Linked DNA regions of Mus musculus: all the other regions are linked to region 3. The links are chromatin contacts, called in public Hi-C and HiChIP or PLAC-seq maps. All regions are on one chromosome and are shown on one strand. Each heading gives the region's core, a stretch centred on a gene start, on an enhancer-like site or on the middle of the called end of the contact. The rest is flanking DNA. Distances are from core to core; before and after follow the strand shown.

Region 1 (3,553 bases), core at 578-3,077, 2.9 Mb after region 3:
TTGTAATTCACACTCACAAAACACCAAATGCTCATAGCAAACCCTGCAAAGGACCGAGCTGGGGAACAGAAGAAAAAAAAAAAAAAACTGTTTATTTCGGTAGGAAACATAATTAACGTGGTTCCAACTAAGTAAATATGGCGATTGTTTTCATTAAAACATAAATCTCGAGCTCACTGGTGTGCTTTAACAGGTTCTGGGGTAAGGTGATTTCTCTCTGCCTGGTTTGGGCTTGGGGGGAGGGGAGAGATTTAAATTAAGCTGCTCTTCCGACATACTCCATGTTTCAACAGCAGATCATCTATAAAGATATCATTTTCATTTGATTTAAAAGTGCTCACACTTCCTTTTATGCAACTGTAAGGAAACCTACAGCACACACACACACACACACACAAATGCATCCCTTCCCTGATAGTGGAAATTAGCGATAGGTTTGGGGTTTGATGCTCGGTAAACCAACACTCCCTCCTGACTGAGTCTCTAGTTGCCCCTGTGCAGATCTTCAGTAGGTACCCTGTCCCTCCTTAACATCTCAAGGAAGTCCTGCCACTTCAGTGGAGGAGGTCGTTTTACACAAGCTAGGCTACCCTGGGGAAACGCTCTCTCGGGCTCTAGGGCTTTCCTCTGCCTGGATAAATAAATCCTCTCAGAGACGATGTACACCTAAATCCTAGAATGATGGTGAGCGACTCATCTTAGTGCAAAGAAGGATAGCGGATACATGGCAGGGACGTGGGTTCTGTTGGGTGGCCCTTTTCCTGAACGGAACAACTACTTGGATGCCGAACCAGACTCTCCACCAAGCCAAGTTGAACTTTCGGCATCGATAAATATGGCACCATCTCAGAGAGCGAGTGTTCTCTCGTTAGCTCATCCGAACCTGGGTCAGATCGCAGATACAGCGCGGGCTGAGCAAGAGACATCTATTTACCAAAAATGTGATAAATGTTGCATTTTACATGCATCTCCTTTCCTCTCCGAACACACATACACACACATTCGCACTCGCGTGCGCGCACACTTCTCAGGATGACAGCTACAACTGCAGAGATCATAAATTCACTAAGTCCCCCGTGGAGAGGTGGAGGACCCGAGAAGATGGGCTGGGAATTCGGAGCACCCGCCACAGTAGGGCAAAGGTTTCCTTCCCTGTGTGCCCCACCCGCACCAAGCCAGGGTCCGTCTCCCCGCCTCGGCCCGCAGGCTCTCTATCCCCACGAGGGAGACGAGGGGTCGTGGGGAGGAGGAGATGCCAGGCAGGGACGCTTACTTTCCGAGCTCCTCAAAGAGCTGATACTCGTCGGTGAACCGGGTGCAGGTGGTGGTCGAAGCCATGGCGGGGTCTGGACAGTGCGACGGGCGACACGCGAACAGACCTGGCTTCCCGGGACTGGCGCCGCCGCGCTGTCACCCGGGGCCGCCCTCACTTTCCGTGTCCGAAAGTAGCTCGCCGGCGAGGGAGTGCGCGCAGGGGCGGGGCGCGCGGGGCGAGGTGGCCAGACCAGCCCGCTCCGCGATCCCTTGTCCTCTCCTCCTCCCGCCGCGGTGGCCGGGCCGAGGGCTCCCGAAGGGGCGGGGGAGAGGTGTCAGGAGGGGTTGCCGCGGTCACCGAGGCCGCACGGAGAGCTCAACGCAGCGCCCGGAGTGGCGGGCGGCAGCGGCCGAGTGAACACCCAGCCGGTCGTTCCAGCGGGCAGAGGAGGCGCTGGTGGCCCGCGCTCCCTCCTCTCCACGGGGCCGCAAGGCTGGGAACCCGCGGGGCGACAGAGTGCGCTCGCTCGGCTCGGGCGAAGCTGGCAGCCGCGGCTCCTCCCCGGCGCCTCCTCCCTCCTCTCCCCGCCCAGCGAAGCCCCCTCCTCGGCGGCCCCACACCTCCCTCTAGCGACTCCAGCCGCGTCCCTTCGGGCTGCTCTCCCGCAGCCGTCTAGGGAGACCGAAGGGAGATGCGCGGAGCAGCAGGGAGCGCGCTTAAGGGGACGGGACTGAGATGTCGCAGTGACCCACGAAGGGCGGAAAGATGAGAGACCACTCGAAGCTCCCACAACCCGGATGCCTCTACCCGGGCGGGATGGCCGCGAGGCCGGGGAAGCCGAGAGAGGGAAGCAACCCTTGCATCTGGGCGCGGTTCGCGTTTACTGCTCCCAGACCCGGGTCCAACGTCCCCCGGCTCGCAGCTACTGCCTGGGGCTGCCAGCCTTGGCCACCTCTGCTGCGCCCGGCTGTCCCTTAGCTAGGGGCAAAGATGGTCAGGGCACCACGTTTCGCTTCAGTTTTTACTGTCACGTCTTCGCCCTTCTCTCCCCTTTTCCCGACTAGGGCGATCCCCATAAGCATTTGCTTGATCATAAACTCTAACATAATGAAACCCAAAAGTGCACCACTCTGCCACACCTTCCTTCCTCTCCAGAGTAACTCCCCTGTAACCTCAGCAAGTTCTGATAGTAAGAAGGCTTCTCGCGAGATGTCCCACGCCAGTGGCGAGGGGGTGGGGCGGTAGGAAGGTTGGCTGTGGGTCACGCGACCCAGAGGGGGCTGACGTCATTAGCGTCACGTGAGCGTGCCTAGCCTGTTTCGCGTTGCCGAGGGAGAAGGGAGAGGGAGGGTGGGAGTTCTTTACCTGCATTCTCAAAGAGCAGGCCAAGTAGGGGCACAGGAGTGTACTCCCTCAGTGGCTATCTGGAAAACCATTTAAGAGTTCAAGAACGTGTGTACAGTTAAGCATATCTGACACTGTTGCTTAAAAATTAGCATGGAGAAAAAAAATTAGCATGTAAGATGGGTTAAGGTGTAAGTGGTGGCTAAGATCATTTCTGAGCCTTCTTTTCACTTCTGAGTCTTTAATAAACGAGGCAATTGCAGATTTAGAGGCCTACGGAAAATAGAGACGCATCATGAACTTTTAAAAAATTTTCTTCAGACTGTTGCTTTTTGTTCTACAGCAGGAAACCATAAAATCCTGCATTTCTATTGCTTATGTGCTCGTGCTTAGAATCACATCGTGCACTTAAAATTTCACAGTGGGAAGATGATAGATAACTTTCAGTTAGGGAGCCTGTACATGCTTTTAGGGCGGCTATAAGTTACTACTTTGCAGGTTCTTTTATTCCCTGTTCTAAAGAATGCTGAGTGGCCTTTGAACTGAAGTACTCAGACGGCCATATAATTTTTAAATGCTTTTTTTTGTTATAGATTTTGCAAATATTACTCATACTTCTAATAGCCCTCTCCCACTCAACACAAGAAAATACTTTTTGAATTTAGTCATCATTCAATGTCTGCATTGTTTTGCCCATGAAAATGTCATTTACTGGCCTGTTTTACTATAATTTTCCCTTCAATTTTACTTACATCATTTGATATTCTGCCCACGCACTAGATTCCTAGTGCTGATTTTTGACGTTGCCAAGCACGTGGGATCAGCACACGTCCCGCTTTGTCTTGTATTGTTCCTACCTGGGGGCCTCTGCTGTTCAGTTGTCATTGTGGGACACCCTTGGAAGCTTATTGAAGTTCCTCTGTGGTTTTTATATAGCTTTGATTCCTTTTTGTT
Region 2 (3,448 bases), core at 46-2,545, 2.0 Mb after region 3:
CTGTGTGTATTAGAATGTTGAGCCATGATGGTGGTGTGAATGAGAAGAATAGAGAAAATGCAGATATGATTGAACTGTAAAAATCAATAAGATCTACAGATGATCAAATTTGGGACCCAAGAGCATCAATAATTAGTGATATTTCTGAGGATTTGTCCATCTGGGTTGCAGGACCATTTGTGTCTTCTCATGGTAACCAGCTTGTCCCCTAGTCCCTCTGTGCAAGGATGCTCTTGGCTCAGTCTAACCGTGCTGGGACTCCAGGCACGGACCATGGAGCTCGGCTCTCTTTTGTTAAAGCTGGAGATATATCCGTGTGGAGATTCATAGGAAATGGAAAATAAATGGCAGGAGAGAGGACAACTCGTCTCATGAAAGTCATTTTGCTAGATTTTATTTATTTATTTGTTTGTTTGTTTGTTTATACATGGTCCCATGTACCACAAGCTGGCCTCGAACTCACTGTAGAGCCAAAGATGACCTTGAACTTCTGATTTTTCCATCTCTGCCTCCCAAGTACTGGGACGGCAGACATGCACAGCCACGCCTAGTTTATCCATAGCTGGGGATCGCACCCAAGGCTTCATTCATAGCAAGCAAATATGTGATATACTGAGCTACATTCCAGCTCTTGCTGCTATTAAAAACAAACAAATGAAATTTCCATCTCAGTGGGACATCACTAAAGAGGTACTTGGATGGCGATTTTCCCTACTCCTGGTAGTTCCAGCTTTATTCCAGGGAAGCAGCAACGCAAAGTAGGCCAGCCATCCCGCAGCACGCATGACTTGTGCCACAGCCATTGCGCCGGTCTGCTAAACCTGGTCCTTTGGGTCCCAACTCTTTCAGGATCTATGCAAGTGTTCAGGGTACCTTAGAGAAAAGGCAGCCAAGTCATCACCGGGAAGAGTAGCTGGAAGGCTCTTTCTCATCAAGGAAAAGGTGGGGAAGAGGAAACGCCCAAAGCGTGAAAGATACACAGATTGTGACATTTCACCCTCCTCAGTTCACATTGGACAGGAGCTAAGGTCACAGAGGTATTCCACATTCTGGTCACTTCATATAAATGACTTGTTCCTCATTGGGAGGGAGTGGTTGGAAGGACAAAGAATGCGCTAGAGGTGGGTGGGTGGCTCGCCCACGCGGACAGGAGATCTGGCGTGTAGCGGGTGTGAGAGTGAATGGGAGCGGAGCGGGCCCGCGCGGGGCAGGGAGGAGCAGCAGCCGGGCCTCCCGGGGGACGTCTCCCGGGCTGCGGGAGCGCAGCCGAGCTTCTTATCCCCACCCACCTCGCGAGCTCCGGCAGGCAGTGGTGCATATAGACATATTTCTGGGAGCTGTCCATGAGCTCATCGCTCTCCCGGCGCGCGGCGAAGGAAGAAGCCCTCCTCTTTCTCCCCGCGCCACCAGCAGCAGTCGCTTAGCGCTTGTCGCCGGCCCAGCCCGCAGCCCACTCGGCGCACCATGGCCCCACGGCACCTCGCGCAGAGGTAGGTGGGCTCGGGCAGCAGGTCTCCACGGGCGATCGCGGCCAAGGCCGACCTTCTGCGGTCGCCTAGAAGCACGCGGGTCCCCGGGTGAGCCCGAACGCCGCAGGCCGGGAGCGGAAGAGACGAGGACACGCGGGACAGCCGGACTTGACCGAGGGAAGGAGTTCCGAGAGCGTGGACATGGCTTCTCCCACCTCCCCTGGCCCGGAGGGAGGGGCCTGCACCCCGCAGAACCCCCCGCGGATCCGTCAGGTGGGTGCTGGGTGCCGGGGGGGGGGTTGTCCCCCAGGTCCTCGCCTCCCCCAAGGACCGGGACATCGACTTCAGGGGACAGGGGCTGGCCCCACAGGGAACCCATTCATGCGAGCTTGTGCACTTCGCCTGGCCCAGGAGTATTCCTGAAACCTTTTTCAACGTCCACTTTGCACTCACGCCCCCTCAACCCCCCAACCCCCACGCGCGCGCCTTCCTAAACCAGGCGTGTAACTTCTGTCCGTACACACTCAGGCACACCCGCAAACTGATCTCTCTGCGCTGCAAGGAGGCACACACCCAGCTGTCACATGACCCACTGCAGAGCTATACCGTTAGAAGCCACTCAGGGTGCTAGGATGGGGCTGTAGCCCTGAATGGAGTTTTCTTAGGACCTTTGCCAGGGGTGGCTGCAAATGCTGGCTTCTCACCCACAGGAGAGAAGGGACTTCAACTTTCAACACGGCTACCCCAACAACTGCAGTCATGTAGTGGTAGGGAAGGTATTCATGCTCGCCCTGCATCGATACTCACAGTTTGCCCAGCCCTCCAGCACCGCAACAAGGGCTTGCCCACTTGTCTGGCTGTTTGAATAAGTCCTATTTTTCTGTCTATGTTATATATACTTTAATAATTTTAAAAGGGAGTAGTGGTCCTCCGGCATGGCGGCCCACGCACTACAGAGGCTGAGGCTGGAGAGTCCATGTGAGTTTGAGGTCAGCCTGGTCTGCCTAGGAAATCCCAGGACAACTGGGGCTACATAGTTAAGACCCTATCTCTAAAAATTAAGTGTGGTGGGGGCTGACGGGGTTGGGAGCGTGGTACTCCACTCCCTAGTGGTCTGAGATTTCATGGCTAGGCTTTCTGCACCTGCCACCATAGCCAGGACCTCCTCCTCACTTAGCTCTTAGGTCCTCACAGTGGAAGGTTGCCCTCCTGCCTGTTCAGATGGCATTTTATTCTGAGATGTGATTTGCTAATGGCAAGGAAGGAACTACCAAAGAGAACTGGATTCCTATTTAGAAACAGAGTAACTATATAGTTACTATTAGACAGAAAGGTAATTCCCAACAGAAGGGAATGCTGTCTTTCCTAGTACTGTGAACTTTTTGAAGAACACTCAGAACCCCCTAATTTATGAATGGATGATAGGAAAATTTGGTTAACACTTAACAAGGTCTTTGTCTCATTTGGCCCCTGATATCTCTAGGTAGAGTTGCATTACGGTATACTCTTTTAATGGAGGTTTTAAATGTAATACCTAAAATTTAACGAGAATTTCTTTTTATGTCAGTCTGTTTCCAAAGGAATTGCTAGAGTTTGAAATCCTTATGGGGCCAGGATTCTAGTTTTATGATAGTATTTTAAATTGCACTTCAAGTTATTTTTTTCCCTTTGGAATTGTGAGAACAGGTATTAAATCTGGGTTAGAAGTAGTTATGCATGTAAGAATGAATATGATGCTACTGTTTGTCATGTAAGAGAAATCGCATGCTAAGCAAAAATCATTTTTATAACTGTATTGGCTAATTTTGTTATTATGTGCGTGTAACACTTAGATGCAAATATTTAGGAAGTAAAATGTTAAGTATACTAATTTAAATACAATATAAGCACACACAAATATTTCTGTGAAGCCTTATTCTATATTTAGAACACTTTTACTGACCTTAGATATACTAGGGATGAAAATAGTTACTTGGAAA
Region 3 (3,286 bases), core at 207-2,706:
TTCCCATTGATGAATGGAGGGAGGGAAGGCAGGTCGCGAGCGCCCTCGCACGCGGCAGCGGAACCTCCCGGAGCCCGGAAGCCCCCCGAGGGCCGGCCGCGGCGCAGAGGGGGTGGGGTGGGGGTGGGGAGATCGAGGGGGCTCGCACTAAACCGGAGGGAAACATCTCCAACCACAGCACGGTCTACGGGAAGGAGGGAGCTCCCTTCTTAAAATACTGCAAGGTGACACCGGATCGCCTCCCACACGGGGATTTTTCAGAAGACTGACCGGAGGAACTCAGTAAACAAGATGTTTTCCCGGATTCGAAGTTCTGGGGAAAGACCTCCGAGACTGCCCTGGCAGGAGCCTTCCAGTACTTAAACTGCTGCTCCACGCGGAGAAGCGTGTCCAAAAGGCGTTTCCTTTACACAGAAACTTAATAATGGCGTGGCTCCACTTGCTCGGGTTCATTCATTTTTATTGCAGTTTTCATTGTCCCCTCCTCCCCGATGTCTTTATGAAACCGGAAAGTAATCTGAGTGGGGAAGGGGTCCTGGACCCTGGGCATCTACGGCTGGAGGCGGCAGTCAAGGGAGGGCAGTAAAGTGGAAGAACTACAAGGAGAAAGGAAGGACACGAGGGATGGGGAGAGGGAAAGGACCAGAGAGAGGCGGGCTGAAGAGGGTTAAAGGGAGCGGAGACCGGGTCCTCCCTCCACTGCCTTGCACGCTCCAGTTGCGGGAGGCCAAGCAGAACCCCCAAATCTAAGCGAAAGCAGGGAGACAACACAGGTGGGATAGCTGGATTGTAACATGCCTCTGTCTCCCGTATATTATTACAGGTACACATATTATATGTTCTATGTTATATAATCTACACAAAGATGCCCGCGTGGCCGCGGCTCACACAGAGCACCCCCCAAACCGCACGCTTCCATGCAGCTTCAGAGTCTCCTGCAGACATGAGACCCTGGAACTCCGCGATCTGCTGGCTACTGCCGGCAATCCATCCGTCGCTCCGCTCACGCTCAGACCAGGAATACCGACATTAATGCACTCCCGGGAATAGTATCTCGCGAAAGCATCACCTACCAGTTTTCCTGCATCCATTGGATGGCTTCGTTCTCGTTGAACTGCTTTTCGAATTCATATTCTTGTAAAGTCAACACTGACATGTTCATTGGGGCTGATCTTCGGAGTCGCTACGTGTTCTCTATACAAAATAAAAAAATCTGTAAAGAGCCTTTTATTTTGAGTGCTCTCCTGTCTGCTTCCCCCTCCCACCCCCCTAGGTATTGCCCCGCCGTCAGTCTCCTGGCCGATCTCTCTCCCAGCCTCTCAGCTACATCCAGGGTTGAGCATTGCCTGCGCCTCTGCTCCCAGCTCCTAGCTCAGGGGCTCTCCTCCCAGCGTCCGCATCCACCGTAGGAGGAAATGAATGCCTTGCGGTCTTAGTGCCCGCACGTTTGTCCATCACGCTTTTTACTCGTCTACAGGGAAATCTCCTCCCCCTCGTGCGATCGGGAAAATTAACCCTTTGCGCGAGAGGGCGCAGAAGAGCAAGACCTCCCATCGCCCTGGGGGATAGTTTTGTTTACAAGAAGGTGGTTGGTGGACTGGGGGAGGGGAGGGAAGGGCGCCAAGAGGGAGGAAGTGGCCTTGAGGTCATACTCAAGCCCATTCGCCACCTCTTGGGCCTCCCTGCCTGGCCTTTGAATGAAGTTTCAGAGTGAGAGGCGCAGCCCTGAGGCGCGTGGACCTGAAAGCTTGGCGAGTAAACAATTGGGAAATAGTAAAATCTGCCAGGTTCTCTGGCATGAGAACTCCAGGCAAATAAATGTGAGGATCACGTCTTGCGATCTAGTCTCCTCACTACCTCGATCCCGCAGCACCCTCTGAGACCACCTCCACCGGGCAGCTTGGGCGCGGATTTACCTTGACCTTAGGGCCAGGTAGCCTTCGGAACTAAGACCACGTGCAGACAGGATGCTGAGGATGAGGACCTGGGAAGTCAAGGTTGACTAGGAGGCAGAAGTTAGGTAGAGGGTTTGGCTACCAGGAGGGGATATTAATGAACAAAGGAAGGGAATTTGGCATACAGAATTAGGCCTACTGATCTAAATACCAAAACTTTATCTATCTGCTTTACTTTAGTTCTGCCTTATTCTTGTGAAATTAGGAAGAAAAGATTAATGTAGGAGAGGGATTTATGTAATGCTAATCCTCCCCCTGGGCTACCAGCTCACAGCAACCATTCCCAAATACTCCTTATTTTTCTGGAGGATGGTATTTTCTAGTCCTAAAAGGAAGAAGGAAGTAAGAGACAATAAGGTACCTAATAATATAATATTTAGATCCAACAAAAGATACTGATCAACACTTATTAGTTTGTTTGTTTGTTTTTTAAATGTTTGTGATTTTCAAGATTGGGTTTTTTTGTTTGTTTGGTTTGGGTTTTTTAGGTGCTTTTGGCTTTTCGAGACATGATTTTTCTGTGTAGCCCTTGTTGCCCTGGAACTGGCTCTGTAAACCAGGCTGGTCTCAGACTCAGAGATCTGCCTGCCTCTGCCTCACTCACAAGTTCTGGGACTAAGGTTCGGGCCACCACAGCCCAGCTAAGAACCTATTAGTTTAAAGATGTACATTAGGACCAGAGAGAAAATACCCTCTAAGATGTTCATTTCCTCACCTACCAGCCAACTAAAATGAGGCGAGGGCATTTCATGCAGTCAGATCATCTCAGGAAGACACTGGAGGCTGAGGCGGGAAGACTGGTGCTAGTAAAATTGCCAGAAATTTGAGGTGAGTCTGAATTTCACAGTGACATCCTTGCTTCCCCTGCCCCCCAAGTCTTAAAAGGGTGGGGTATGTCCTTAATTGGGGGGTGGGTATGTCCTTAATCCTAATACACTCTGGAGTCAGAAGCATGTGGATTTTTGTGAGTTTGAGATTAGCCTGGTCTAGTAACAAGATCCAGGTCAGCCAAGGAGATAGAATGACACCCTGGGTTTTTAATGTCATTTGTTTTTGTTTTTGTTTGGGTTTTTTATTTGTTTTTGTTTTTTGATTCTCTGTGTATCCCTGGCCATCCTGGAAATTGCACAGTAGAGCAATAGATCAATCAGTGTGGCCTCCAACTCATAGCTCTCCTTGCCCCTGCCTCCCTTGTGCTGGAATGAAAGAGGTATTGCCACCACATTGTGAAAATGGCTTGGCATGAGGACCTGAGTTCAGAGTCCCAGAACCTCTGAGGCTGAGACGGGGAACTCCTCCTGTGTATTTTCATTTTTGGAGACCAGGTATCT

Evidence for each region. A called contact is a pair of places that touch in the nucleus more often than the background predicts. HiChIP or PLAC-seq counts read pairs in DNA pulled down with a chosen protein or histone mark.
Region 1: a Hi-C map of B cells shows a contact between it and region 3, with 5 read pairs. The contact joins the promoter of Camk2d here to the promoter of Elovl6 in region 3. A contact is called at or near these places in 1 of 39 promoter capture datasets (pre-B cells) and 1 of 484 Hi-C or Micro-C datasets (B cells).
Region 2: a contact with region 3 is called in an H3K27ac HiChIP or PLAC-seq map of embryonic stem cells, with 6 times the contacts expected there. The contact joins the promoter of Ank2 here to the promoter of Elovl6 in region 3. A contact is called at or near these places in 1 of 39 promoter capture datasets (hippocampal neurons), 2 of 115 datasets of contacts at active chromatin or transcription factors (both in embryonic stem cells) and 1 of 9 other capture datasets (adipose tissue).

Annotation. Positions count from the first base shown.
Region 1 is chr3:126,595,225-126,598,777 of GRCm38.p6, reverse strand. Camk2d (calcium/calmodulin-dependent protein kinase II, delta) reads right to left here and starts at 1,827. Exons shown (of 21, transcript NM_001346635.1): 1 at 1,274-1,827. The coding sequence starts at 1,338.
Region 2 is chr3:127,496,962-127,500,409 of GRCm38.p6, reverse strand. Ank2 (ankyrin 2, brain) reads left to right here and starts at 1,295. Exons shown (of 48, transcript NM_001327938.1): 1 at 1,295-1,742. The coding sequence starts at 1,671.
Region 3 is chr3:129,530,556-129,533,841 of GRCm38.p6, reverse strand. Elovl6 (ELOVL family member 6, elongation of long chain fatty acids (yeast)) reads right to left here and starts at 1,456. Exons shown (of 5, transcript NM_130450.2): 1 at 1,347-1,456; 2 at 1,074-1,194. The coding sequence starts at 1,162. Gm35986 (predicted gene, 35986) reads left to right here and starts at 1,454. Exons shown (of 3, transcript NR_153368.1): 1 at 1,454-1,585; 2 at 2,678-2,783.